Regions from separate parts of the Mus musculus genome. Here regions 1, 3, 4, 5, 6 and 7 are each linked to region 2. A link is a contact called in public Hi-C and HiChIP or PLAC-seq data. All regions are on one chromosome and are shown on one strand. Each heading gives the region's core, a stretch centred on a gene start, on an enhancer-like site or on the middle of the called end of the contact. The rest is flanking DNA. Distances are from core to core; before and after follow the strand shown.

The links. Hi-C and Micro-C count contacts between places; a contact is called where the count stands out from the background. HiChIP or PLAC-seq counts read pairs in DNA pulled down with a chosen protein or histone mark.
Region 1: a Hi-C map of bone marrow-derived macrophages shows a contact between it and region 2, with 11 read pairs. The contact joins two enhancer-like sites. A contact is called at or near these places in 1 of 484 Hi-C or Micro-C datasets (bone marrow-derived macrophages) and 9 of 115 datasets of contacts at active chromatin or transcription factors (astrocytes, cardiomyocytes, embryonic basal ganglia and 6 more).
Region 3: a Hi-C map of bone marrow-derived macrophages shows a contact between it and region 2, with 15 read pairs. The contact joins two enhancer-like sites. A contact is called at or near these places in 8 of 484 Hi-C or Micro-C datasets (B cells, CD4 T cells, the N1E-115 cell line and 4 more), 4 of 115 datasets of contacts at active chromatin or transcription factors (embryonic basal ganglia, extraembryonic endoderm stem cells, forebrain and 1 more) and 1 of 9 other capture datasets (embryonic stem cells).
Region 4: a Hi-C map of bone marrow-derived macrophages shows a contact between it and region 2, with 16 read pairs. The contact joins two enhancer-like sites. A contact is called at or near these places in 11 of 484 Hi-C or Micro-C datasets (B cells, DN2 thymocytes, the N1E-115 cell line and 6 more), 5 of 115 datasets of contacts at active chromatin or transcription factors (T-cell acute lymphoblastic leukemia, bone marrow-derived macrophages, embryonic basal ganglia and 2 more) and 1 of 9 other capture datasets (embryonic stem cells).
Region 5: a Hi-C map of bone marrow-derived macrophages shows a contact between it and region 2, with 20 read pairs. The contact joins the promoter of Clic6 here to the enhancer-like site in region 2. A contact is called at or near these places in 1 of 15 datasets of contacts at CTCF or cohesin (the NIH/3T3 cell line), 1 of 484 Hi-C or Micro-C datasets (bone marrow-derived macrophages), 6 of 115 datasets of contacts at active chromatin or transcription factors (bone marrow-derived macrophages, craniofacial prominence, embryonic basal ganglia and 2 more) and 4 of 9 other capture datasets (adipose tissue, embryonic stem cells, liver and 1 more).
Region 6: a Hi-C map of bone marrow-derived macrophages shows a contact between it and region 2, with 19 read pairs. The contact joins two enhancer-like sites. A contact is called at or near these places in 12 of 484 Hi-C or Micro-C datasets (the MNK3 cell line, bone marrow-derived macrophages, cerebellar granule neurons and 8 more) and 2 of 115 datasets of contacts at active chromatin or transcription factors (embryonic basal ganglia and extraembryonic endoderm stem cells).
Region 7: a contact with region 2 is called in an H3K4me3 HiChIP or PLAC-seq map of embryonic hindbrain, with 5 times the contacts expected there. The contact joins the promoter of Rcan1 here to the enhancer-like site in region 2. A contact is called at or near these places in 3 of 39 promoter capture datasets (the HPC-7 cell line, the SN4741 cell line and cranial neural crest) and 3 of 115 datasets of contacts at active chromatin or transcription factors (embryonic hindbrain, embryonic limb bud and embryonic stem cells).

What each region holds. Positions count from the first base shown.
Region 1 is chr16:92,608,187-92,612,248 of GRCm38.p6, forward strand. The region is part of intron 7 of Runx1 (runt related transcription factor 1); the gene reads right to left. Among named protein-coding and RNA genes, the nearest start is that of Gm30224, 14 kb to the left of the region's middle. Within about 2 kb of position 1,500, at least 135 of the 459 cell types and tissues checked have an H3K27ac peak or open chromatin away from gene starts, as enhancers often do. A contact at or near this core is called in bone marrow-derived macrophages, where this site is marked.
Region 2 is chr16:93,427,130-93,430,957 of GRCm38.p6, forward strand. All of the region lies in intron 1 of 1700029J03Rik (RIKEN cDNA 1700029J03 gene), which reads right to left. Among named protein-coding and RNA genes, the nearest start is that of 1700029J03Rik, 30 kb to the right of the region's middle. Within about 2 kb of position 2,517, at least 6 of the 459 cell types and tissues checked have an H3K27ac peak or open chromatin away from gene starts, as enhancers often do. A contact at or near this core is called in bone marrow-derived macrophages, where this site is marked.
Region 3 is chr16:92,571,446-92,575,535 of GRCm38.p6, forward strand. No RefSeq gene overlaps it. Among named protein-coding and RNA genes, the nearest start is that of Gm30224, 23 kb to the right of the region's middle. Within about 2 kb of position 1,621, at least 45 of the 459 cell types and tissues checked have an H3K27ac peak or open chromatin away from gene starts, as enhancers often do. A contact at or near this core is called in bone marrow-derived macrophages, where this site is marked.
Region 4 is chr16:92,550,700-92,554,531 of GRCm38.p6, forward strand. No RefSeq gene overlaps it. Among named protein-coding and RNA genes, the nearest start is that of Gm30224, 44 kb to the right of the region's middle. Within about 2 kb of position 2,557, at least 31 of the 459 cell types and tissues checked have an H3K27ac peak or open chromatin away from gene starts, as enhancers often do. A contact at or near this core is called in bone marrow-derived macrophages, where this site is marked.
Region 5 is chr16:92,495,718-92,499,665 of GRCm38.p6, forward strand. Clic6 (chloride intracellular channel 6) reads left to right here and starts at 2,430. Exons shown (of 6, transcript NM_172469.3): 1 at 2,430-3,840. The coding sequence starts at 2,737. 2410124H12Rik (RIKEN cDNA 2410124H12 gene) reads left to right here. Exons shown (of 3, transcript NR_165041.1): 3 at 1,333-1,653.
Region 6 is chr16:92,518,473-92,522,598 of GRCm38.p6, forward strand. All of the region lies in intron 1 of Clic6 (chloride intracellular channel 6), which reads left to right. Among named protein-coding and RNA genes, the nearest start is that of Clic6, 22 kb to the left of the region's middle. Within about 2 kb of position 1,764, at least 16 of the 459 cell types and tissues checked have an H3K27ac peak or open chromatin away from gene starts, as enhancers often do. A contact at or near this core is called in bone marrow-derived macrophages, where this site is marked.
Region 7 is chr16:92,463,366-92,467,613 of GRCm38.p6, forward strand. It overlaps Rcan1 (regulator of calcineurin 1), which reads right to left and starts at 2,804. Exons shown (of 4, transcript NM_001081549.2): 1 at 2,468-2,804. The coding sequence starts at 2,713. It overlaps Gm46555 (a long non-coding RNA gene), which reads left to right. Exons shown (of 4, transcript XR_003951847.1): 4 at 1-2,469.

The DNA of each region.
Region 1 (4,062 bases), core at 250-2,749, 820 kb before region 2:
CTTAGACATTTGACTTCATGTCTCGTCTTTATCTAAGACCTGAGTCACTGTTTTCTTCTTAAAGGTAATTTTACTTGTGATTATGCTTGTGTGGTTATGAGCCTGTGTGTGTGCAGTGCCCCCAGAGGCTAGAAGTGGGTGCCAACATCCCCCAGAGCAGTGCATGCTCTAAACCACTGAGTCATGGCTCCAGCTGCTGTGTCACTCACTAGCTTCTAACACAAATGGATAGCAAAACTTGTTTTGTCCAGAAATGACAGACTTTCTTTACAAGATTCATTTTGAATTTACAGTTCTACAGACTGCCCTTGCTTCACCGGCTCCCTCTGCACTTGGCACGTGTGCATGCTGCCTTTGAGGCAGACCAGGGGACAGGAGGGACAGGAGGGTTCCCTTGCCAAAAGTGCCACTGCTGGCATCTTTGGGCTGTATTATGTCTAGCGGGTGTTTGGAGACTGATAACTGTTTGGTGGCATCTTCCTTCTTTACCCACAAGATGCCTCTAGTGGCCTCCCTGCCGACCCCCTGCCCGCTACTTTGACATCCAAAAGAATCTCCAGACATTGCGAAATAACTGAGAATGGTTAGGAAGGGATGCACATCCGCCCACCAGCTGCCACAGTGAGTTAGGACGGTGTTTCGGGTAGCTTGTGTCTGTCAGTCAGAGGAGGGCAGGCTGCGACTATACTGTTCGCACCAGCACGGCTCAGCAGCAGCAACAACACAGGGCAGAGGCACGAACTAAGTGTTCAAAATGTTAAATTCTCAAATTCAGGTACAGAGTTGAGCCTGCTAGAGAGAAACTTGAGGGGATCGAAAAGCTTCCTTTGAAAGGAAAGCTACCCGGGTGGATTAATCTTTTTTTTTTTTTGGAAGGCATGGGCTGTGATCAACTTCTTTCTGTTCCAAGCCTATTATTTCAGCACGGAGAGCTCGGGCTTGTGTTCTTGTTTCTCCCTCTCCCCCTCCACCCCCTCTCAATAATCTTTTATTGCTCTAACACGATTTTACAAAAGGAACTCTTGTGTACATTTGGGCTGAATGTGAGAGAAATAGACTCCTCATCAGAGAGGTAATTAGAGTTTATAAGCACAGCCCAAGTCTGCAGCAAATCCCTCTACTAATGAGGAAACCAGGAGTCTGACTTTCAAACAAACACTCCTGTTAATCTTTTCAAAGCAAGTCAGACATGTGGGCAGGCAAAGGCTGTAAACCAACAGTGGCTCTGGTAGGCTGCCCTGGTAGGCTGCCCTCTAGCCTCTCCTCCAGCCAGCAGGCCACACCTCATTCCTCAGGGTTCATCTCTGCGCCCTCACCGGGGACCTCTATGAGCAAACTCTGTGTCACTTGTTTTGCTTACAGAGAGCCATGACATGCTTGAGAGTTAACAGGAAGCTCTACTCCATTTTTTTTTTCCAGTTAGATTTATACAGTCTAGGGAGAAGCCGAGGCAGGAGGGAGAGCATTAGGCACACACACAATCGGCCTGTTGTCATCTGATGCAATACACTGGACACAAACAAGTGACTCTGCCCATTATCCCTCTTGCTTCATTTGTCCTGAGACAAAAAAGGTGAATCCACTGGAAAAAAATGAAGGAGAGGTCACCACGTTTCAGAGCCGTGTCTGAACATGCTCTGCCAGTCTGTCCCAGTTCTTACATGGTAATGTGGTAATGGTACCACGTTACCGGAATCCCGAGTGAGTCCGTGATTTGTCATGGGCATAAGCGCAGGAGTAATGTTACAGTCTCAGCTGCTGGGGGCAGAGTATGTGGAAGATCTGAGATAGTGTGGCGTCTTTCTACGAGAGGTCAGGTTCTCTCTCCCTCCTCCCCTTCTCCTTCCATCCCTCCCTGTCTCGCTTTGTATACGCTCTGTAATAAAAAAGACATGGGCCTTTTAGATATGTTCAAATTCAAGTGCTCTATTCGAATACGTGTTCTCATTTACAGCTATTTTATTTTTAGTTAGGTGCTCGCGCGCATGTGTGTGTGTGTGTGTGTGTGTGTGTGTGTGTGTGTGTGTGTGTGTGCTTGCAGACACTGGAGGAAGGAGAGAGATGCCCTCGAGTTGGAGTTATGGGCAGCTGTGAGCGGGCTAATGTGGGGGGCCTGGGAAGAGCAACAAAGGTTCCTAACCACTGAGCTACCTCACCAGCTCCCCGTGTTTTCATTTTTAAATCCTGTCTAACCTCTTTCCTTACACATCAGCAGTCACACAGAATTTATACATCACCCAACTACGGCTCCTCTATTCTTTTGGCTAGTCCGGTGCACGCCGCCCCCACCCACTCAATTCAGGTGACAACTGCCCCCTCTCCCATTCATGGGGAGACTTTAAAAGTAGGAAGTGTGAGGATTAGAAGGTTCAGCCACTTTCACTGGCAGTGTCTCTCCCTCTATGGTGCTAAGTCTCTACCTTGACAGAGCGCAGAGTCTTGGCTCTAAAGCTTGATGTGGATGAAAGAGGTCCCACCCCAGGCCCCTCCCACTGCCCCCAAAGGATTAAACAACCTGAGCAGATAATGACCGCCTTAAAAGGCTCTCCTGCGTGACTCAGATTAGTATGCGCTGTCTGTCGCCCAGGTTGGCAGCTAGACATTAATTAACCAAAAGAAAAGGAAGAGGGTAAAATAAAGGAAGAAGAGAAATGAGGAGGAAAGATAAACCTTCACGTGGCAGCTCCTTTCAGACAAGGTGTGGAGTCTGTCTGTCTGCAAGGGACAGAGACAGACAGGGCCCGTCTGCTGAGAACGCATGTGTGTGTGCTGAGCAGCTAGGCAGGTCGGGCTGGGGGAGGCTGAAAGCCCAGAACTCGAAGCTGTCACTGGTGGGATTAGAAGGCACATCAGCCACAGAGGGGTCAAGTTCGGCTGACAAGCTGTGGGCCTGACAGCCTCTTCCTTTCAGGGACCCTACCTACCCTCTCTGGCCCAGGTTTATGAGAACACATTACAGGCTTTTGAGGCCTGTGCTCGGGGCTTGGTTTCTAGAGGGAGTTTTGCCAAGTTGAGGCTCACTCTATGCCAGTTGTTTGTCATTCTCTGGTCTTCCCTACTGGGCAGCAGAGGGTCACTTTTGGGTCCTGGCGAACTCTCTCTCTCTCTCTCTCTCTCTCTCTCTCTCTCTCTTCCCCCCTCTCTTTCCTGTACTATTAAATAAATACCTTTCCTTCTAGCTTGTATTGTTGAAGTCCGGATCATATAGCCGTGAATTAGACCTGATACTTACTTTACTTTGTGTGACAGTGGCTGCGGATAGATTGTGGTAGTGAATGTCCCTAGTCCTATGTGTATATGGGTGGCACTCCCTGCACTCAACTAATAAACATACACACACACACACATCCCTGCACTCGACTAATAAACACACACACACACACACACACACACACACACACACACACAAAACCTTAAAGGACATGAAGTTCTGAGGGAGACGGTATGGGGAGTTGAAGGGAGGAAGGGACGTGGATACGGCCAAACGGATCATCCCTGTGTACGCCATCCTCAGAGAGTGTTAAAAGCCACTCTTACATGTGATCACCGGTCAGCCGGAGGAGCTGGCCCCAGGTGCCCGTTTTGGATGGTGACCAAGCTAAAGGACTTATGTAATAAATTTCAATGGGCAAGTCCACACTGGGGACATTTCCAAGGAAAACAGTATTTCAGATGGAGGCTGTGGCCAATGGACAGAATTGTCTCGGGGGGGGGGGGGGGGGAGTCTGAATGTCGACAGGTGCTGCTGGAATCACACTGTGTCCCCGAGGGGACAGGCTTTTACACACAGCCAGCTGAACAAATGCCAGCATTTCTATGTCACCCTCTTAATTCTGGAGACCGTCAGCTGCCAGGGAGGTGCTGGCACTGACGGCCTCCAGTCAGGTGAAAATGGGAGTGAGCTGGCTTTGGCATTTCAGTCCAGCACCAAGGCCTAGTTGAAGCTAGAAGTTCTCAATGCCCCCAGCTGAGACAAGTGACAATGTCCAGCAACATTTTCTGTGGGTTTGTGTTTGTAAGGGGTGAGTGGGAGCATTCTGAGTGTTCATTGATGAGTACCCT
Region 2 (3,828 bases), core at 1,267-3,766:
ACACATACATACATACATACACACACAATGTCAATTTTTTTTCAATTCTACAAGTTTGGGCTCATTTCTAAGAAGCTGAAATATACCTCCCCTCCCTTAGAATCTCCTTTTCATGCTTTCGATAGAAGAAAAAAATAAAATGCTCTTGAGATGTGTCTGTCAGTCAAATGATCTGGAAGGTTCTAATGGCATTGCCCCCAAAATGCTGGAGTTCAGCGGGAGGACAGTCTGAAGACCTTATGGCACAGGTCACTCAGAGGCTTTCCAAGTCCACTGTCAACCTCAGTATCTATCCTGTCAGTCCTGAAATGCCAGCAAGCCCTGGCACCCTCCCAACACCACCTCATACAGCTTGCGTCACACAGACCCAGAAAGGACGAGGTAAGGACACTGAACCAATACACATCCTTGTATCCCAGCAGGCCTGAGCTGGACCCTCTCTGCTCTAAAGCCTCTGGGGTCTCTGTCCCTGAGATTCACTAGCTATAGGGGTATGTCATGCTCTGCGCCCACAAACACACACACATACACACACACACAGACACTGCCTGTGTTATGCAGCTTCTCCCTCATCAATCCTCCATGCCATAGGTAAACCAGAAATTATTTTCTGGAGCTGTCATTGAAGTAAGGGCACAGGTATGGCAGAAGCAACTCAGTGTGTACAAACTGAAAACGTGCTGAGTATTATTGCTATTCTTAAACAATACAGAATTCCGCTTACATGGCATTTTACATGCACTAGGAACCATAAGTAACCAAGTGGTGGCTTAACGTACCCAGCAGGATGGATATGGGTTATGTGTGCACGCTTGGCCGTCTTACATTAAAGGCTTGAGCTCTGTGCTTTCAGTATACACAGGGGACCCTGGAACCAGTCCACTGTGGATCTTGAGGGATGATTATATGACCCACCAGCCACAAATTAGATACCTCCCAAGAGACTTGAGAGCCATTGAGAGCAACGCGGAGATCAGCAAAGGCTTCTGTGAGGGTCAATCTTGATTGACAGGATCTAGAATCAGCATGGATACAAACTTCTGGGTAGGGCTGTTAGGCAGTTTCCAGATGAGCTAACTTTGGTGGGAAGACCCACCTCCAGAGAAGGTAACAGTATTCCGAGGGCTGGTGTCCAAGACTGAAAGGAGAGAGTGAGCCGAGCACAGGAACGCGTTGCTCCTGACTTCCCTTGTGGATGTAGTGTGACTAGACTCTCAGAGCTTCTGTAGCCTTGTGGTGGGGGATCGCCTGATGCTGCTTGTATCTAATGCTAATTTGGGGACCCCAAGACTGATTCCCCCAAAGACTAAAGAGGACGCACGTGAGACACTGAGTGACCCTGCCCCCAGTTGATTGGGATTGGCAAATAAAGCTGCCAACAGCCAATAGGTGGGCAGAAGAAAAATAGGTGAGGTAGAGGTTTCAAGGGCTTGGGAGGAGAAAGAAGAAGCTCTGAACCAACACACATCCCCGGACCCCAGCAGGAATACGAAGGAGAAACCAGCCACCGTGGAATAGAGGAATGTGGAGGAGAGGAGGGAGAAGAAGCTTCCATGAGCTAAGGGTCACAAGAAAGTGACCCAGACGGCTGCCCAGCTGAAGTTAAGAGCAACCCAGATGGAACATTGTAGATGATAATTGTGATAACTTGGGGTTGTTGATAGGAAAGTGGATTCTAACGGCACGGAGAGTAGCAGCTGCCCAGCTCCTGTGCTGCCTACGGCTATCTAAAAGTATAAAGTCTGTTTCATCGGGGAACATAGATAGTCTAAGGTGGGAGGAAGCCCTCGGGCTAGGATTTATAAGAATTTCTTTCGCTATACTTTGCCTTCCCTGCCACAATAGACTGCATCCCTCAAGCTGTGAACCAGCCTAAATTCTTCCTCAAGTTGCTTCTGGTCAGAATCTTGGTCACAGTGACAGGATCAAAGTACCAAATTCAGGTCCCCTTATTGGACAGATAATGTATCTGGTCCACATTGCTCCACACCTCTCCTGTACCTCCAAAACCACGCTTGTTGTAAGTATATCGTGTGCAGCTTCCTGGGCTGGCCGTTCTCGCTTGACAGAGGTAGCCATACTGCTCTTGTGACCTAGGACCTAATGAATGAGTTGACGTCGCTAATGATCTACATACACCAAGTAAGCCAGGACAAAAGAACATAAACACTACATGACATTTGGATAAAACTTTAATAATAATACGTATGGAAAAACAGGCTGCTCATGGACAGACCGGGGTAACAGGGTTTAAATCACAGCTTCCGGTTCAGGCTCGTTGGAGTCGTTCCATTCATATAAACCACACATCAAAATAAAGCGATTCTGACAGGGTAGGAGGGGTCTGCCTCTGTGTTTTACCCTTGTGATTAAGACAGGCTCACGGGGAATTGGGGGTTTTGTTAGAACAGTATTGATTCATATCCCTCCCAGTCAAAATAACCTGAACACTGACAGACCGAAAAAGGAACTGATTGTCTAAAAGACAAACCTGGAAGGCAGCCAGCTTTACAAGAGATTGTTCCTCCTACTTATGAAAAGCTACTAAATATGATTATTGTGAAACTTGTCTCAGCCAGCTGTAGTCATAAGCTGCTCCACTGAGGAGGATAGAGAGAAAGAGTCTTGGGCTAGACCTAACCAGTGCATCATGGGAAGGTGAAGGCTGAGAGTCCACCAGGAACTTTGGAACTTCTTCTGTGTTCTCCCTTCATCCTTTATCCCAATAGTTTAAAGCTCCGAACAGACCTTGTCATGTTTAGGTCACAAGCAATGCTCTCTTTTTCTCTGAGCCCTTCCCATCTCCATGGTAATTTCCTCTCAAACCCTTCTACTGCCTCATGATCCATGTCTACTTTTGCCCTAAATTGCGGAGGTCCACCTTAAAGCCTGTCTCCACAAAGGTATCCCCCTCAAGTGAAATCTTAGAGGAGGCATTTTAAGGCCCCTCTATCCTAACAGGGATGCTTAGCTCACATTACCTAATGCATAGGACTAAGCCCAGACAAAGTAATTAAGGAGATGGGTGGTTCTTACAGGATGGGCTGGAAGAGGGATGTGAGCATTAATAGTTCACCATCTCCATCTGTAGGTGTGGCATCTCTGTCATGGTAAGAAAGTTAAAGGCCACTTTTAGTTTTTTAATCAACAACTTGATAGAGTTCGATACAAATACAATCCCTTTCATGGGTAGTTTAAAGTGTATACACACACACACACACACACACACACACACACACACACACACACACACAATTTCATTCCTAAATCAACCCTGCCCCTCCCCATCAAAAGACATGAATTATTTGTCCACACCATCTCCTACTCTGAACTTAATACAAAAGCTTGGTCAGTGTTGAAATCTGGGTGGGGCCCGCCAAATCTGAAGCTCTGCTCTGTGGCGAGTGGAAATCAGATGTGTGGTAGGCTACATCAAATGGAAACAAGACACCATCTCCCTGCCAGGTGCTTCCAAAGTGTACTTCCACTCAGGACCGTATTGTGCGGCTCAGTCGTCACAAGGTCACAGAGCTGACTCTGAAACATCACCCCCAAGTGGCTCCTTCAACACTCGGGCTGTTTCCTAACACTTTGATCAAAGTAGAGTCTTTAATAAACAAGTCCCAAGAGCTTAGAGTATTCGAGCAGTTTCTTTGATACCTTGTTTTGTCATAAACACACTCACTTACGATTATTGAAAGCGTGTTGACAGTTAGGAGTGATACCCGTTGACTTAGAAACACAGATCCTTCCCATTGTCCATAAAAGTTGCTACTTAGATACTTTTTTTTTTTTTTTGCTCATGTAAGTGAATGATAGACCCCTGAG
Region 3 (4,090 bases), core at 371-2,870, 860 kb before region 2:
GCTTCGAGGTCTCCTAGTGCTCAAGCTCCACCCAGTGTGGAACAGGTTCCTCCTGGCCGTCTGCGGAGGACACACCCTTTCTGCTTCTTGCAGATTAAGAACTCTCAGCTCCTCCAGCACCACTGCCGTGCTTTCTGCCACGATGATAATGGACTGAACCTCTGGAACTGTAAGACAGGCCCAGTTAAATGTTTGCCTTTATAAGAGTTGTCTTGGTCATGGTGTCTCTCCACAGCAATGAAACTCTAAGACACCCCACCCCACCAGCTTTGTCACCAGGCAGGCTGTGCTGGTACTGTATCCCATCCATGGCGTGGGTCTGGAAGGCTTCACCAGGTTAGTTCTGTATCTGCTGGGCTACACTCACATTGGGACTGAGGCTGTGGTTAATCGTTTCATCACCCACCATCTTCCTTGTAGCCCACTTAACAATAACCTACTTTATCTGACAGGTTTGTATATGCATATGATACATTCAGGTCACTTATACTCTCTCTCTCTCTTTCTCCAAATACACACACACACACACACACACACACACACACCTCTCCTTGCACCAGCCTTTTTTTTTTTTTTTTTTTTTTTTTTTGGTTTTTCGAGACAGGGTTTCTCTGTGTAGCCCTGGCTGTCCTGGAACTCACTTTGTAGACAAGGTGCTGGTCTACAATCACTCCCAAGTGCTGGGATTAAAGGCATGCACCACCACCACCCGGCTCTGCTCTGCACCAGCCTCTTACCCTTACTTTGGTCCTGTTCTTATTTTAAGTTGTGACCCACTTGGTTTAATAAGGGGCTACCTGCATGGGCATGGGCACAGGTGTCATGTTGTCTCTTGGGGTGTGAGGGACTCACTCTGAAGACAGTATTGAAAACAAGGGTTTCTGTTCTACCAGCTACCCCAGGGCCTGGCTGGGCTGAGCCCCAGAGGCCCCTCCCCTCCTGTGACTGAGTGTCTAATGGTTCAGTCTTATGCAGAACCTATGCAGGCACTGCAGCTGCTGCAAGCTCACGAGTGCTGCAGCCATGACACACCAGAAGATAGCACTGCACAGGCCTCCCAACAGCACTGCATAGCACTCCCCACAGCACTGCATAGCACTCCCCACAGCACTGCATAGCACTCCCCACAGCACTGCATAGCACTCCCCACAGCACTGCATAGCACTCCCCACAGCACTGCATAGCACTCCCCACAGCACTGCATAGCACTCCCCACACCACTGCACAGGCCTCCCCACACCACTGCACAGGCCTCCCCACACCACTGCATAGGCCTCCACTCCGTCATCCAGCTTCTACATTCTTTCTATACACTCTTTCATGATGTTTCTTGAGCCCCTGCAGGGACAATAAGATTTCTGTTGCCACCATGGCTCTGTTCATTTCACACACATCATTTGTAATGCATACAAGGAGACCTTATGATCCTCAAATCCACCCAGGGCAGGAGGAGTCATTGGCATTTCAGTTTTGCAGATGATGACACTGAATCACAGGTAGACCAGATGTTCCAAAGCCTTAGGGTTCAAACCCAGGCAGGCTGGGTCTGGACTCAGTCCTAGCTAGCCATTTGCTGCTAAGAGAATGAGGAGTCAGCCACGCAAACCATTGAAGTCACATAGCTCTGGCCAAGGTCAATTCTCCAGTGTTGTGATGTTTGGCATGTCTCCTTTCCCTTCCTGTCCCTACTTCCCTCTTTCTCCCAGCTTCCCTCCTCCCTTCTCCTTCTCCCTCATTTCTCCTCTGCTCTTTCCTTTCTTTCTCACTGGGAGAAGTGGGTATACCCAGGCAGGCCACTGGCTTGATCCTGACTCCCCATCCTCAGCCTTCCTTTGAACTACTTTACTATTCTCACTGGGTAAGTTTGCTACAGCTGCTGCAACAAACTACCACAAATTGGGTAACTTAAAGCAACAGGAAGTCATCTCCCCATAGTTCTGGAGGTCAGAGGCCAGATGTCTGGAATCAGCTGTCATCTGATGGTCACGTGGTCCGGTCTCTTTCAAAGGCTAAATCTACACTAAACAGCTTTCCTGGCCCTCAGTGACAACTGGAATCTGCTGGGGTCCTGTGGCTCGGAGACATATCGCTCTGTCTCTGCTTCTGTCTTCCTGTCATCTCTCTGGTGGGTCAGATCTCCTCCTCTTTTTAGGACATTAGTCACTGGTCTTAGGATCCACCATAAATACAGTGTGATCTCATCCTATGATCCTTAAATTACTCACACCTATCCAAATAAGGCCATAGTCACAGAATAGTGATAGTTGGGGAAAAATGAAAAAAAAAAAAAACAACCATGTTTGCTGACACACGTACATATACATGAATGTTGGGAGAGCTATCTTAAGGAGGTTTGCAGAAAATGCATCTTCTAGTCATCACATCCCCCACCCCCAAATGTCAGAATTTTAGTTCAAGTAAGTGTGTGATTATAAATTCCTTGACCCTATAGGTAGCTTGTCATGCTTGTACACACTCCTGTCCCATCCCTTCAGAAGGAGTTGGTACTTGTCTGTCACCAAGAAAGGGGCCACCACATTCCTGCCCTGGGCCCAGGATGCTACCTGTGGGGTGTTCTGTTCTCTGATTCTTTAAGCCTCATGTGGCTGCCTTTCTTCCTTGTAGTGGACTGGCAGCCCCCCATTGTCTGTCTCCTGTCACCCTCTGCATCCCAGGGTCCTTGCCTTCAGTGGTCCCTCAGATGTTCTCATTGTTTCCTCCCTGCTAGACACCTCCCTTAAACTAACCCTCAAATCACGTCTACATTCTTTTGGGAGTATCCACATCAACATGTCAGTCCACAGAAACTCGCAGTAAAGAAACAGCATCATGGGCTGGAGAGATGTCTCAGTGGATAAAGTACTTACGATGTACACATAAGGGCTTGAGTTGGAATCCCAAGAACCCAGGTGTGGTAGCATGCATCTGCAATCCTGCTGCCCCAGGTGTGGTAGCATGCATCTGCAATCCTGCTGCTCCAGGTGTGGTAGCATGCATCTGCAATCCTGCTGCTCCAGGTGTGGTAGCATGCATCTGCAATCCTGCTGCTCCAGGTGTGGTAGCATGCATCTGCAATCCTGCTGCTCCAGATGTGGTAGCATGCATCTGCAATCCTGCTGCTCCAGGTGTGGTAGCATGCATCTGCAATCCTGCTGCTCCAGGTGTGGTAGCATGCATCTGCAATCCTGCTGCTTCAGGTGTGGTAGCACATGTCTATAATCCTGCTGCCCCAGGTGTGGTAGAAAGCATCTGCACTCCTCCTGCTCCTACAGTAAGATGAAAAGTGGAGGCAGGAGAATTTCCCAGGAGCTTGTGGGCTAATTTGTTTGGTGAACATGGTAGCAATCAACAGACAGACCCTGTCTCAATCAGGGTAGAAGGTGAAAACCAACACACCCCAGGAATACATTGTGGCATGAATGCTTCTACACCTACACATGGAAACACATATGCACACACATCCACATAACACACACACACATACATAATATACATACAAACATATAGATGTCATACACACAAAGATCTAAATGCATGCTAATGTATATGTGACCATGTAACATATATGCAAGCTTAAATGTGCGTGTATACATGGTAGTGTATGTGTGACCATGTAACATATATGCAAGCTTATATGTACACACACACATGCTTGTGTATGTTTGACCATGTAACATGTATGCAAGCACAAATGTGACTGTACACATGATCATGCATGTGTGTGAGAATTCCATGCACACACTGAAACATAGCAGCAAGTTATGAACTGCTACGGGCTTCTGTGTGTCACCTCTGTGTGTCACAGCCCTTTCTTTTCCATTCTACTGTCTTTGATTCCGCATCATGGGAATTAATCCAGAGCTACCCTGTGACCTTCATTTTGTAATCTCCCTGTAGGTTGCACCCTTGTTTTGGCTCATGGAGCACCAAATCCTTAGATTGTTCTCACAGACCTACTGTTTGTCCTCATCTTTCTGCTTCTGGCCTCCACCTTCATCCTCTTCTCCAGTCTCCACCCTCCCTCCAGCCCCCTCCTCCCAGCCCCACCCTCCCCCAACCCCACCCCCCTCATCCCCCACCAAGCCTCCAT
Region 4 (3,832 bases), core at 1,307-3,806, 880 kb before region 2:
CAGCCAAGTTGGTTTTGTTCTCAGGCACGGTTTCCGTCGGTCCTGTTGGGCAACACAGCGGTCTCCTTGGTGAGAAATGAACGCATGGTCTCAGCCAGCGTCTTAACAGCTGACACGATGATGACCCTTATCAGGAAGCACCTTTTCTGGGGACCCTGGGGTACCCTGTTATTGTGTTTGCTATAGAGACACACATACTCCCAACTTGTCCTGAAAGCCAGACCCAAGAAAATGTTCCCTGTGTGTTTAGGCGTTAATTTGGTTTCCTAAGAACTTTCTAGAAAACAATAGTGACTTGATCTGAAATGGCTGAGATGGGGGAGGTGTTTAAATTTACCCCCAGGACATCTTGATAAAGAAAAGTGTCTCATCTTTCAGAGACATCTCGGGGTTGCCCTGTCTGGTTGGGCTGATTACATCACCTGTTGGCTTGGTAGCAGCGATCGCTTTTCTGAGAGATTCTTCCTGGCACTTCAGAGACGTCTGAAGATCCATTTCAGTTTTCATAGTGTGAATGACAGGGATGCTCATGGGTAAAATTTGAGCTGTGTTTGTACAAGGACCACCTCCAGGATGCCATCACCAAACCTCTAACACAGAGGTTGCTGTGGCACCTCTGTGCTTTCTGCCTGATAGGGGCTCCATGTCCCAGTAGTGACTCCCCACTATAGCGAGTGTTGCCCTTACTGTCTGGGATACAAGCTTGTCTTCCCAGGGTGCTCGATGGCAGCTGGCCAGTCTTGGCTGTCTTCCAAACTAACAACGACTAGGCCATTTAATTCTTACCTAAAACCCAGGGCAGCATTAATAGTTAACGCCTGAAGCTAATTTTTGTGGAACCATGCATTGCAGACAAGATCAGGAGAATGATGGTTCCCAGCAACCCAGCCCTCTCTTCCCATCTCCCCATCCCTCCCCGAGTCTTTCTGGGATTCTTTTTTACGGGCACATGTGTGTATGGCGGTATCAGTAACATCAAACAGATGTGGGTTCAGATCCACTCCCCATGAGATGGATGGAGAAGGAAGTTGAAGTAGATGAGAATCAGGGAACAGGGGGAGGGGTTAGCACAGCCAGGAACAGTGCGATTACTCAACACTTGGATTTTTTAATCAAGGGATCTGAGTAACGAACAATATATCCTTTGTTGAGCACAAAAAAGAAAAATACAAACCAGAAGCCAATGGAAATTTAGTAAACAGAGCAATCTATAGGGCCCCGAAGGGGCATGTGCGCACAATGGCTGTTTTAAACTCTGTTAGAGACAGGCTCTGGTTCAATGGTCAATGCCAGTCTCTTTTGGCAGTGTCTTGCACTGACCCAAGCAGAGATGCAGAACATTTTGGATTAACTTGGATGGTTCGTGCTCATAAACAGTTGGCCAGCAGTATTTAGCGTGCTCTCTGAACTTTCAGATAATAAAAGGCTTACTTGGAATAAGCCTTTCGTCCTTTTAAACACTCCCAGAGCTGTGAGTGGTTGGAGGTACCCGAGTGTGGTCACTACGGGTGCTGAAGCTCCCAGACAGCCGTCCACATTCCTTTAAGGGCAGCCACCTCTAGACGGCTCATTTCCCGTAGTCGAGTGGTTGGTCTGCAATTTCTTTCTGGGATCCAGACAGTTAATTGTGACTCAAGATGACTGGGGAAAGAGCTGTGTAGCCTCCGGCGAGTTATTTAATTTTGTTGAATCTTAGTTTGCTCATCTGTAAAAGATCCCCCCCCCACCTCTTCCCCCAACACCCCGCTCAGCTCTTGGAACTCTGATAAAGATGTTCATGAAAATACAGGAAAACATGAAAAACGGGCAAAAGCGTTTATCAGGCTTTCTCCCAAGACACTGTGCTTAGTTTTTGCATCGGACACAGTGAACACAAAATTTGTGGGGTGGATGGATGGATGGTGGTGGTGGTGTTAAGAATTTGTGCAACCGTTGAAATGTTAAGGAAATAGGCCACCGTATGCTGACCAGGGCCTGGTAGGCTGGGAGTTGGGTCAGTGCTGGTTGGATGGAGAACTAGCCTCCTTTCCTCTCCAAGTCCCTCACCTGTTATTTTGACTTTGAGAGAAGAAATGGAAATGAAATCATTTTGACTCTGAACAGAGCAGTATTGCGGAGGGCTACACAACTCCCAAATAATTTTAACAGTAACCGTCCTGGGTGCTTCTCATCCCTCCCCAAAAGAAGTCCCTCAAAAGAGCCTGGGAAGGGGTCTTGTCTGAGTCCAGATCACTTCAGAAGCCATAACGAAGCACAGGGCACTCACATCCAGTCTGAGTCACTTCCTCCAGCAGATAATACGCGTGACGAGCCGAGCAAGACGAGCCGAGCAAGACGAGCCGAGCAAGGCACAAGCCGTATTTCTGCCGTCTGAACCTCAGCTGCTCTCTCTCTTATCTTCCAGATAGTGAGCCACCATTATAGGTGACTGCAGATCTGAAGAGAAACTCAGCTCCCTGAAGCAGCCAGAATTCTGGGAGACTCAGAAGAGGAAGGGCAGAGGAAATGTCTAGTGTGTTGATGGTTGTCTCCTTAGTCACTCATTTTCTGAATAGCTTCAGCTGAGAAACGTTTACAAGACCCAGGAAAGAGAAGAGACGTGCCCAGCAGACTGAATTACCCTGCCTGTACTTTTCAGCTCTGGTCTCTCACAGTCAGGTGCTGTGCTCCATCCCTGGGGATGCTCCTTATGAACCTGAGCTTTCAGTTCTTGGTTGTCAGTGTCCCCAGAGGTCCCAAGGCTTGGTCTCAGGGGCTGGCAGAGCTGGAAGGCAGCCGAGGGGTTAGAACCTGACAATTCTGACTCAACAGTGACAAATGGGTCCTCTATGAAACACATTGAATGTCAGTCCCAAAGTGTTGAAGTTCTACCTTCTAAGAATTTTATTTTTAATAGATACATAATTGGACCTATCTTTATAGGCTTGATACATTTTATATGTTGAGTAATAATCAAATTAGGGTATTTCTCTTCTTTTTGATGAGAATAATCCAAACCATTTCTTCCAGGTGTGAGGTGTGTCTGATGTGGTGCTGTTTCCGATCTCCTTGCTGTGTATCAAAGGACCAGGACGTATTTGTATTCTGCCTTCCCAGCTCTAACTTGCAGAACTGACTGGTTATCATCCTCTCTCTCCAGTGCCCCCAGCCTCTGCTATCTATAATTCTAGTCTTGTCCATGACATCAGGGTCGTTGTCCTCCCCTGCCAGGCAGGCTTGCTTTTGTATCATCACCCCCTAAAGATTACCACATGGAACATGGTTTCCCATCACCATCTCTGAAGGTAGACATTTCATTATTGGCTTTTTATTTTGAGACAAGAGAACTAGCTTAGTAAATCTTCTCCCATGAAGATGTCTGGGAACTGATGTGTCCTCATGTGCTTGTCACAGGTGGAGATCCTTTTAGGAAGAGACACCTCCTGCTTGGTGATGCTAATGAGCACGGTAGATACTCCTTTCTGGGAAAGTATCTGAAGGCATCCAGGAGGCCAGGAAGGACCACGTGGCATTGAGATGGATCTAATACTGGGATGTATGGAGGGTGACACAGTTCCTTCTTACGGAGTTAGTGTCCCTCAGAGCCTGGACCTCAGGATGTCATCCCAGCTTAGGCTAGGCTCCAGTTCCCCATGCAAACTGGCCTGGCTTTCTTCAAGTCAGCTTTCCGCATTGGTGTGTTATCTGGTCTCTGTTTCTTTCCCTTGTACTCAGTTCTTCCTTGGGGCCCAGCAACAACTAGAATTGAGCTCCATGATGTGAACAGTGGTCGTCGTTCTGAGTCACCTAAGATCTTATCACCGAGGATGACTCAAGGGTCTTTTGAGGGCTT
Region 5 (3,948 bases), core at 1,180-3,679, 930 kb before region 2:
AACACGAATGGGTACCAGTTGCTGCTAGGACCTCACTGCTGCCTTTGTTCTCCTCTTAGAGACGAGTGATAGATGCTTTCTCTCTCTGGTGAATGCATCAGGATTCCTTCATCAGGAGCCACGTAGGGTCTACCTGACATGTCTGTCTATCTTACCCAGGGTGTGTGTGTGTGTGTGTGTGTGTGTGTGTGTGTGTGTGTGTATGTGTGTGATGTGCTTTGAGTGTTTTGTGACTTCTATTCAAAGCTATGGCTTTCTTCTTGTTCTTTCTAGGTAGAGTTCAGCCTCAGAGAAATGTGATGTGGATATGGGTGTCCATCTGTCCTGTTGTCTCGGTTCCATGCTTCTCCAAGTGATTAATAAGGGCTGGAAATTTATTGCTCACAGTTTTAGGGTCTGGGAATGGCAATAGCAAAGCATTAGCATCTCAAAAATGCTTTCTTGATGCACTGTCCTGTGGTATAGATGGGTGCTTCGGATACAGCAACAAAAGTCAGGAAGGCAAGAAAGGAAAAGGAGAGAGACACCCAGAGACAGAGAGAGACACCCAGGGACAGAGGGAGACAGAGAGATAGACAGAGACAGAGAGAAAGGAAGGGAGCAGGCAGACAGACAAATAGGTAGGCAGGCAGGCAGGCACCCATACATTCATGTACAGTTTCTCTCTCTCTCTCTCTCTCTCTCTCTCTCTCTCTCTCTCTCTCTTTTTCTCTCTCTCTCTCAATACACCCCCAAAGTCCACACATGGACTTTTCAGGGACACGTTCAAACCACAGCTTTAGTTATCCATCAGGGATGAGCAATGGGGATACAAAGGAAGAATTCAACATGCATCCCTCTCTTGTCAAGATAACAGGATCCTCTGTGGGTGTGGTGGCTAAAAGCAGTAAGAGCCTGAGAAGTCAAACTGAAATCCCCACGGCTCCATCATTCTTAGGCAACGCCTTCCCGGGTGCTTGCTCAGCATCCTTGGAGGTCTTGAGTTCAGTCTCCAGCATTTTATCGAGACGTGACGAGGTGATGTAATCTCAGCAAAGGCAGGGTCAAAGTTCAAGATCATCCTGTGTTATATTGTATGCTCTGGGCCAGCCTGGGCTACATGAGACTTCGCCTCAAACAAAACAAAAACAAAACAAAACAAAACAAAACACCCAACCAATTTAAATTATGTTGAGATATTATCTGTCTATGAAAAAAATTCAAATCTTTTATTGTGAAAGGATGTTGAATGTTATCAAGTGCCTTGTCTGTACCTACTGAGATGAACACATTTTGTTTCAAAAAAAAGATTTATTTATTTTTTAATCATCTGTATATATGTTATTCTTGCAGGGGTTTGTGCATGTGAGTGCAGGTGCCATTTGAAGCCAGAAGAGGGCGTTGGATCCTCAGAACTGGAGGAAGTTGTGAGCTACCTGATGTGGGTGCAGTACACACTCTTAATTCCAGAACCATTTCTCCAGCCTGCATGTGATTTTTAAAGTCATACATTCTGTTGTTTTGACGCATTGCGCCTATAGATTTGCATGTGTTGAGCCACCACTGCAACCTCCAACCTCCAACTTGATAGCCGTGGATGATCTTTTTGATATGCTGTTGTATTCAAACCCTTGGTGTTTTGTTAATAATGTTTGCATCTATACTCATCAGCAATATTGGTCTAGAGTTGGTGTGTCCTTTGATAAGGGGGAAATGCTGGCCTCACAGTTTGGGGTGGGAGGTCCTCTCTCTATCAATTCAGTGGAATAGTTTTGAAAACTTCTCTGAAAGAAGTTTTTGACGGGTGATAGTGGGGGACTCCTGGCCCAGTTAATTCTATAACTTCCTTTTTTCCCATCCCGAATTTTCTTCCCCCACCTTCAACCCCCAACGCCCTAACCACGATATTGAGACCCAAGCACTGGACATGAGTAAGGAAATCTGAGTCCGAGGGATGCACAGATTCTTAGGGTCTTCAGGGGCTGGAGAAGGAGAGGTATCCGTCTGGTTCTCCTCCCCTCCCCCCACCACCTCAACAAGCACGCCAGGCTATTGTCCCTTCCATCTTTAGGTTCCTGGAACTCACAGAAATGGGAGGGCAGCCATTCCTCCCTTTGGGGTTAATACCTTTTCTGTGGAACCTGAGGCAGGGATGGGATGGGTCTATTCCACTCAGCATCAGAGTCGCCTTCATGGTGAAGTGAGGTAAGGTGGGAATCCAATACTGAAGTATGTGACCGTGATTTAAATGGCTCTGAAACTTGAAGCTGTTCCAGAAAACGCTAAAGTGGCCAGTAAAATCAGTCTTTTCATTAAAATCCACAAAAGCCGCAGAAAGGCTGTCATTGGCTAGCTTCCCAGGCCACCCAAAGTGGCTAGGAGGTGGGGAAGACAAACCCCGCCCAAGCCCTAAGAGGGGAGAACTGGCTCTGAGAATTTCTGGTCAACCCTTGAGACCGCAGGGAACCAGCCCATCTCTTCCAAAGACTTCAAGAGGCAAGCTGAGTTCTTTAGCCCCACACCCTGGCCTGCACAGAAGGATTGGGGTCCGGGCGCGAATTTAGGAGAAACAGGAACTCTTGAGGAAGAACCCAAAGACCTTAAGACAGGGAAAAGGGACATAGAGTCTTGGGGCCCTCTAGATTTTGCATCAAGCGAAACCTTCGCTTCTAGAACCGCGAGTGGGGTGTCCTCCCGGAGGGGGCACGTCAGCCCCTGCCCCTCACCCTGAGCAGCGTCGAGGAAGGGTGTTTTACCATGGCTGAGGCCACGGAGCCCAAGGAGGTCGCTCCAGGTTCCCAGGGGCAACCCGAAGGTGCGACAATCGAGGGACCAGGAGAGCCAGGAGCTGCGGACCTGGAGGGGCGGGAAGCGAGCGAGGAAGCTGCAGAGGCACCTAGGGACCTGGGGGCGGGCGTAGAGGCCAGGGCCTCGGGGAAGGAGGAAGGAGGCTGTGGGCAGGACGAGGGAACTGGGGGAGCGCAGGCGCAGGACCCGCGCACCGGCCCTGAGGCCGAGACGCCGGGCGCCAGCGGAGCTCCAGGTGAAGCGGAGGCTGCGGAGCGCGACCCCGAGGGCGCGATCCCGCAGGGAGCGGAGGAGGCGCCAAGCGCCCAGCAGGTGCAGGGGATGAGCTCTGGGTTAGACTCTCAGGGTGAGGCCCCCGAGGTCCCTGGGGACTCTCGCCGGGAGCCCGAGGACCCCACGGCCTCAGAGGCAGGGGAAGAGGCAGAATCTGGTCAGGAAGCGCAGGGAGGCGGCGCGCTAGGGTTGCAGATCAACCCAGAAGTCCAGGGACTTGCAGGGGACAACATGGACACAGAGGCACCCGCAGGAGGGCCACTTGGGTCGGAGAGTGAGCCCCAGGGTGGAGGGGAAAGCAGCCCTCAGCCCCAGGATGAGGCGATTGAGATTGTAACCACAGAGATCGGAGGGAACGAGTCCGGGGAGCTGGCGGGCGCTTCGGCCGCAGACGCCGCGGGGGAAGGGGAGACCCTGGGGAAAGACGGGTCCGAGGAAGCAGCTTCCGAGGATGCGAGAGTAGATGCTCATGAGAATGGGGACCAGGGCAAGCTCCAGGAGGAGACCGGGGAGGAAGAAGCGAGGCCAGAACCCGAGTTGAAGGGACCCTGCGAGGGGGCCATCCAAGAGAAGCCCCCCGACGGCAGCCTTGATGGAGAGGAGGCCAAATCCACCGAACACGAGGAGGAATCCCAGGCAGAGCTCAGCAACCACTTAGCTGAGGAGCCCAGCGTCCAGGGTGGAGAAGAGTTGGGGCGAGTGAACGGCCGCAGGGAGAATGGCCCAGCATTGGAGGAGGGGGATCCGGGACAGGAGCACGACATCACCCTCTTCGTCAAGGTAAATCTTGCGCCCCCAGGGCCTACCCACAGAACCAAAACCGTACTCAAGTGCTTCAATCAGTCAGAAGGAACAGCTAGGGTTTCAGGAGAGTCAGGGCTGTGAATG
Region 6 (4,126 bases), core at 514-3,013, 910 kb before region 2:
GCTTGCCTGCCCCCTAGCATCTGTGAGGGGGTGTTACCGGTACGGAGGTGCTGAAGGAGTCTTCAAATGGACCCCACTTGCTCTCTGGATGAAGAAACTCACAGAGAAAATCTCACAGGATTGTTAGCACTCTTCTGTAAGTTGGACGTATGGAAAGCCACCACTCTGAAGGATCACATTTTTTGTTATTTTTTTTCTAAATATCTCTCTGAGATTCAGGTTTACAAGCCAAGTTATGGGACCATGTTTTAGGTAGATTTTTTCCAAATGTCACAAATCTTGTAGGTGGTCATTGCTTCCTTATGTATGCAGTTAGCCACAGAGCACTGGTTTCTGCTATCTTTTCCTGTTAAGATGAAAACATTCCCAGACCCACACAGGCCCCACCCCTGGCCTCATGTTACCTCCCTTAAGAGCCCTTAAGAGATTTCTGATTTACTAAGGAACAAAAGTTGCTATAGAATTGCTGGCTCCCAGCAGCAAAGAACTTCATACACTGGCCACTAAAATCAACCCGAGTATCATGAGGCCCCTGGACCTTTCCCCCTTTGTTAATAAGTAGCTACCGGGCCTTCATCTCCACAGCACTTAGAAACATCACAGAGAGAGATGAGTCTGAAGAACTTGTGAACGAGCGAGCAAGGGGATTCCGAACAAACTGAGGAAGCTGGATTTGAAGGTGCTCAGGGTTCACTCTGCCCAGCACACCGGCGTCCCTGCCATGCTGCTCACCTACCTCTCTCTCTGTCTCTGCTCTCCAAGTTCAGTGAGAGATAATGAACACTCCTGGAATTGGCATCTTCCTAACAAGCTGCCCTGAGTCTTCTTGCTGGTCTCAAGTTAAGTTGTATTTTAATGGCTCACTGTGAGGGCCCAGGTTTGTTGGGGACAGTGTTAGCTTGGAAGACAGCGAGACTATATCCCCTTGGTAGCTTTTGGTAGACTATAGAAGGTTATTGCCTAGGGAGAGCATTTTGTTTTGGTCTTCCTAGACTGCCTGTTTCCCATGTACCTGTGGAATACTCACATGTGCATGTGTGTGAACTGTCCATGTTTCCCATGTTCCTGTGATGTAGTCACATGTGCATGTGTGTGTGCCCCCCGTTTTCCCTGTACCTGTGGAGTGGTCACATGAGCATGTGTGTGGCGTGTGCCCTTGCCCATGTTGGCGTGTGTGGAGGCTAGGGGTGGTCACTAGCTGTCTTCCTCTCCCTCCACTGATGTTTTGAGAAGCATATGTGCTCCCCGAACCTAGAGCTGATTCCACTGCCCAGCCAGCCCCAGGGACGCTCCCATCTCTGCCCCCCAGCAGGTATCCATGCTTGCCCAGCAAAACTTCACTGACCCATTCATCCTCCTGATATAGAATTTACGGCTTAGCACTGAAATCTGGTGCATGAGGACACCCACTGCCATGGTCTGGCGACATCTGGGTACTTTAATGACCTAAAGGGGTTAAAACCTAAGGGCGTTTTCAGTTGGACCCTAAAGCCTGAGGGCCCTTGTGAATCAAGCGCTACACACGGACTATATCTTGTAACCACGAGGGGGCACCAATGCCCTCCTGAAGCTGTCTCTGTGACTAGGTCTCTGAGGGCAAGCTGTGAATCCAGCTAGAAAAATTCATTGCTTCCAGAAGGAAGGATGGGAGAGGTCTCCTATGTTGACATCAAAACAGCTTTGGGAGTTCTGGAGTTCACACAGAAGAGCTATCCTCTCAGCCGCAAACAAAGGAAGCTTTGCCTACCTTGCCTGGGCCCTGTGGCCATTACACAACTTCCTGGAGTAGCTCCATGAAGGAAGTTTCTAGAACTAGGCTCAGCACCCGCTGTGCCACAGGCTGTCCCTCTTTCTGTCTGACTCGAGGATCACCTGCCAAACTGTCTCGGGCAGAGGTCGAGGATTTCCGATGGGAACTTCAGCTGCAGGTTTTTTCTGGTTCTACTGTAATAGATTGCTAGAGTCTAGAAAGCCTAAGCAACTTCGGCTTCTTACTTGATTGTCTTTCTGGTTCAAGCATGATGTTGCCTCACTGGCGTTGAAGCTGCAGGGGACAGTCCACAGTCTTTATTCTCCAGCTGCTCGAAGCCATCTCTTCTCCTGGACCCACGACCTCCCCCTTCAGCGTTAGAGCTAATTTCATCTGTGACCATTCTTCCCTGGTCAAAACTTTCCAGATAGCAGTTAGGGGAAGGTCTCCCTGTGGGAACCCACATGATTAGCTTGGACCAACTTAATCATCCAGGATATCACCTCCATCTCAAAATGTATAGCTTGGATATCATTCACACCGCCCTCTCTGCCTCGTAAGGTGATGTGTGCATTAGGAAGCTGGCCTCTTTAAAGGGTCATTTCCCCCGTCTATTGTATTAGTAAATAGTTTTCAAATGTCTTTTCCCATATTCTTGTCATTATCCATCAGTGGTGGAGAGAGCTGTGGTCAAGGGCAGACCTGCTTGGAAAGCCAGTTGGGGAGTTTTTCCCAAGCTTTTAGCACCCAGCACTCCTCGTGTTTCTATCGAAAACTCGTTATGACCAAAAGGAACACTAGCTTTACTGCCGTCAAAAACACCTTGGCTGGGCACATGGGGCTGTGGTGGCCTGCAGCAGACCTTGTCTCTGCCTGCCCAGCTGGAAGCAGAGGGGGGACAAAGGTCACAGCTCACGCTTTATAGGTCTCCCTTCTTTTTGAGTGTGATGTGAGAGGCCAGCCCCACAGAGTCAGCTCCCTTCATCAGCTGGACACTTTGAACTCGGTATGGGGAGGGTTTGCAGAGAACTCCGTATGGGGAGGGTTTGCAGAGAACTCGGTATGGGGAGGGTTTGCAGAGAACTCTGTATGGGGAGGGTTTGCAGAGAACTCGGTATGGGGAGGGTTTGCAGAATCAGCCCTGTTGCCTTCCTCCTGGCGGGTGAAAGTTTCCCAGTGAGGACAGAGGAGTTACAATGTATCAGAGTCAAAGAAAGCCAAAGGGGCCCCTGGGGCTGTGGGGTGTCTCCTTCCGGCTGCTTCAGCTGAGAGCCTCAACAGAGCTCCATCTTCTTTTCCAACCACAGTGTCCTTTGGTCTTCTTACCTGCTTCTGATACTTATTCTCTTATTGTCACTGTGGTTCTTTCTTTCTTTCTTTCTTTCTTTCTTTCTTTCTTTCTTTCTTTCTTTCTTTCTTTCTTTCTTTCTTTCTTCCTTCCTTCCTTCCTTCCTTCCTTCCTTCCTTCCTTCCTTTCTTTCTTTCTTCCTGATTTATTTATTTATTTATTTATTTATTTATTTATTTATTTATTGTATATATGAGTACACTGTAGCTGTACTGATGGTTGTGAGCCATGTGGTTGCTGGGAATTTGAATTCAGAACCTCTGCATTTCCGGTTGACCCCACTCACACCAGCCTAAAGATGAATTTATTACTTTATTATTATACATAAGTACACTGTAGCTGACTTCAGACACACCAGAAGAGGGTGTCAGATCTCATTACGGATCGTTGTGAGCCACCACGTGGTTGCTGGGATTTGAACTCAGGACCTTCAGAAGAACAGTCAGTGCTCTTAGCCGCTGAGCCATCTCGCCTTGGCTGTGGTTCTTGCAAGTCACCTCCAACCCTTGTGTGACAGGGATGAGGGAAGTCATCTGGAAAAGTTCTGCTTTTCTCTGGAAGGGCTCTGATGAAAGAGAAGTAAAGAGTGGACAGGGAGGTGGGGGACTTTTCCACTTGTCTAGCATGTTATAAACTGGATATACAACCTAGGTTCTTTGATTCAAATCCTGCTGCTGTGTGGCCCTGGGCAGGTTCCTCTACCTATCTGAGTCTTAACGTTCTCCCCTCTAAATGGTGATAATAAACACACATCTATTTACTATCTGAGGTCCTTGTTAGGCTCAATGGCAGTGATTTAAGTAACACGTTTCAAACAGTGAGTGGGACAGAATAAATGCTGTGCATGTCTAAGTTATGCTTGTGGTCCTGGTCACAGCCACCACTGTCACCAGCAACATTCACAGTGTGACTGCTTTTTGGTGCATAATCCGGCCTGTAAAAGACAGGGATGGCGTGTGGGCTTCTTAGGGACTCGGGCCTACTGTTTTGAAAAGATGCCTCTAGCTTTGTATCCTCTGGGAAGTGGG
Region 7 (4,248 bases), core at 1,554-4,053, 960 kb before region 2:
TGGATGCTCTTCAGACCGCTGCAGCCCAGCACCCTGCCCTTCAGCACTCACTGGAGCTCCTTCCGGCCATTTCCTAGTTCACTCTGGCACCCATCCACACATCAGCATGGCTACTCCTTTGGATTCTGGACACAAAACTCTCCCTAAGGAGCCTGTGCAGGGCCACCGTAGGCCCCTTGAACTGACTGCTCAGAGTAACTTTCTGCACCCACACTGTCCCCAGAGCCCTCCTCCAGACCCTGGAAGGCTGATCCTGCCAATGGATCTGGCTTGGGCTCCCCTGGATCAGGGAAGGCCAGGCTCTTTCCTGTGACCTTTAGCACCCCAACTTCACATCTTCAGATCTACGCACTTGCCAGGCAGCTCCTCACAGGGGTTCCTCTCCTAGCTCCAGCTTCTAGCTGCTGTTCATGGCTACTGGTCTGGATACCTCCTGTGGAACTCCTGAGGCCAGCCCAGTTAGCCAGTTCCATCCTGAGCCGCCAGTGTGCAGCCCTGTAAGGACCTGGCTGTCACTAGGTCTGCCACCTGTCGCGACTACCTGATTCTCTTTACATTCCATGCTGCACGTCTCTCTTCTGCCGGCCCTCAGTACCTCAGGTTGCACATGTACAGGTTCGGACAATCTAGAATAATTTTTCTTTTTTCATAAAGAAAAACTGCACTTGCAAGAACAGGTACATACCATTCCTTCTTGCCATTTAAAAACAACAACAATAACAGTATAACAACTATTTATATACATTTACAACCTACCAGGTAGCGTAAGTGGCCTAGAGATGACTTAAAGCACACGGGAGGATATGCATATGCTATATTATGCATATGCTGTATTATGCATATACTACATTATGCATACGCTGTATTATGCATATACTATATTATGTATATACTGTATTATGCATATGCTGTATTATGCATATGTTGTATTATGCATATGCTATATCATGCATATGCTATTTGCAAGCACCTACTGTTTTACATAGGAAACTTCACCACATGTGGATTTTAGCATCAGAGAGATGTCAGTGGTGGGGCTGTGCTCAAGAGCACCCCTGTCATGTGCTTCTTCCCTGAGGTCTGTCTGTCTCCACACCTTCCAGAATCCAAGCTCTATGAAAGTGACAAGCCTGGCAAACTCTCCACTTCCTCCTGAGTCTGAAACCACGCCTGGAAACCAGCATCAGTCCTTAGCAATCACCACCTTATCATTCCAAGAGTGTTGTCATCTTTGCTCATTGGACGCACAGCAGCCAACGCCTTCCTTCTCAGACCTCTACTCCCTGAGCCCTCCTCCTTCTCCCTAGAGCACCGTCGTCGCCTTCTGCTACCGCTGATATTTACCTTTTCTGTTTCCCTCAATCAAACATGTCAGCAAAGCTTTCAGCCCTTGGCACTGAGTCCACATGTCAATGAAGTGGAGCTGAAGGTCGCTGCCAAGAGAGACACCACTGTGTCTTGGTTATTTATAATTTATACGGCCATTTACTTTCAGAGAGGATTTACAATGGCTATGCACACGCTTCAGGACATCCTGTGTAGAGAGAGCAACAATTGTCACAGCTCGGGGCTTTTCTCATCGCTCTCTGCCGGTTGAGCTCTCGCCAGCACTTCAAACCTCTTTTAGGGATCTCAGGCTCTCTTTTTCTGTCTGAAGCAAGATCAGTTCAGAGTGAGACTGCATTTGTCTGGGTGCCTAGTATCCTGGAACAGCATTGTCTAAGGCTCTGCCCACTTGGCCAGTCACTCATTTCCACATTTATTAAGATTCTGTTGTGAGGCTGTTCTGGGATCGGAAGATACAGCAGAGAATCAAATTGCATTTTTGCCTTTAGGGCAAGTGCTCGATGAATTATCACCTGAAGTGGCCAAGGGAACTGTTCATGGTCCGTTGGGGTTTAGCCCCTGCCCTGCATTTACTGTCAAAGGAAGGGTGCAGCTCATTCATTGGGAGGACGGAGAAAACAGACGTGACTCACCGTTCATAAATAGACTACGCTCTGCGTTCTCAATCTGCACTATTGGAAGAAAAGCCAGTGTTTGGGTGAGGATCCTGGCTGCTCATTATCTTGCGGTTGATTGGCCAGTTTTGGTTGAATGCGGTTGGGGGGAAAGTCTTTCCTAAGCCTTTAGGATATTTAGTTCACCCTTAAAGGAGCGACATGCCACCATCAGGGTCACTGAGTACATTAGGAATTGTTCCTTCCTCGCCCAAATCCACACAAATTTGACACCCTGGGAAGGAGATGGGGCAGGTCTGAGTAACCAATCATGGTACTTGGGAGGAGGAATTGATTTCTGATCTTCAATGATCCCGTAGAACACGACCTGGACTATGTAGGCTGTGCAAAAGAAAGCTCGTCTCCAGTGTCTGAGACCCCTGGAGCAGGGCTTCGGCCCGTCCCCGCCCCGGCCGCGCCCCGCAACAAGTGTCCGCCCTCCGCCCCGACGGAGGCCCGGTCCTCACCCGGCACAGGCCGTCCACGAACACGCGCGGGTCCAGGTGGCAGGCGATGGTGGCGCTCGGCAGGTCCTGCAGATCCACCTCCTCCATCTCGCAGTCGATGAAGCTCCAGTCGCCGCCGCCGCCCCCGTCCCCCTCGGCAGCCGCAGAGAAGGGCGCGAAGGGCCGCAGAGTCACCCTACGGGGCGCCCGTGCCTCGACCGCCTCCGCCACCTCTCCGAGCCGCGGCCCGGCCACGCCGTCCTCCATGCCCGGCGCGCGCTCCCTTAGCTCCGCTCCACTCGGCGCCGCGGCCGCCGGCTCCCGCTTCACCCTCTGGGGGTCACCGCGGCGCCGGGACGCCGCCTTCCAGTGCCCGCCCTGTCCGCCTCCGCCCCGCGCGGGAGGGGCGGCCAGCCTGCGCTCGCCGGCCTCGAATCGTAGCTCTCGCGGAGCCCAAGAACGTTCCCTTTAAGGTCGGCCCACTCGGGCCATCAAGTCCCGCCCTTCCTATAGAGCAGACCAATAATACGACGGGATTTTTGTCACGTGACACCCACTCTGCCGCCCTAAGCCTGAAGCCTTGGGGCGGCCATATTTGTTAGGGGCAGAGGCCTCTGGCCAGTTCTGCTTTTCTGACAGCTGGCGGTGCCTGTTGAAGGACACAAGCCGGGTGTTAGCCTGTGGAACGGTAACCCGGAGGCAGAGCTTCTGCGGTTCCCACGCGGCGACGTTTGGAAACACGCAGCCAATTTTAAGGACTTAAACTAAATCTAGTTAGAGGCTCTGTTCCGTAGACGTTAGCAGTGCTTAGATACTTAGTGCATATTGTCGCGGAATCACAAATAAGACTTGAGTAACATCGTGATATGGCCTTATGTTTATAGTTCAACGTGTTAGTCATTATGTTACTGTCCAATTTTTGGATAATTAGAAGCATTTTTTAGCACAAAATGAGTGGGTTTCAATAATTATTTTCATACATATATCGTGTATTTTGTGTATACACAGATAACACTGTATTTTGTCTCCCATCGCCCTCCCTCGTGCCTTTTCTCCAATTCTGCTGGCTGCCTCTCTTTCCTCTAAAAACTTCCCTTTCTGCTTTAGTATCTCAAGAAAAAGAAAAAAAGCTATGTGTATCAATTACTTTCCTGTTACTGTGATAAAATACCACGACCAAACAATTTATAAAAGAGTTTCTTAGTGTTCCATATAGCGTCCCAGAGGGATAAGTGTCCATTGTGGTGGCTAAGTAATAGGTATGGCAGCCGGAGGCAAGATGCTGAGAGATCAAATCTCAGCCACAACCATGAAGCAGGGACATGGAACTAGAAACAAACTAGATAGGTGAACTGTTTCTACTACCAAAGCCTGCCCCCGGTGGCTCACTTCCTCCAGGAAAGCCAAACTCCCTAGACCTCCCCACACAGTACTACCAACTGGGGACCAGTGTTCAAATGGCAGACTTCCCAGGAGACATTTCTCATTCAAATCCTTGTAGCAGGAGGGCAATGGGTCTCAACCTGTGGCTCTTGACCCCCTTGGAGGTCCAAGAACCGTCACGGGTTTTGCGTATAGATCTCCCACATATCAGACATTTAGACAACAATTGAACAGTAGCAAAACTGTAGTTATGATGCAGAACAACAAAATAATTTTCTGGTTGGGGGGGTCACCACAATATGAGGGGCTGTATTAAAGGGTCGCAGCATTAGGAAGATTGAGAACCATCGAAGTAGGAGATGAGGGAAGACATTGGGCCTTGGTTTGGTGGGGGGCGGTTCATTACAGGGAAACAAGAC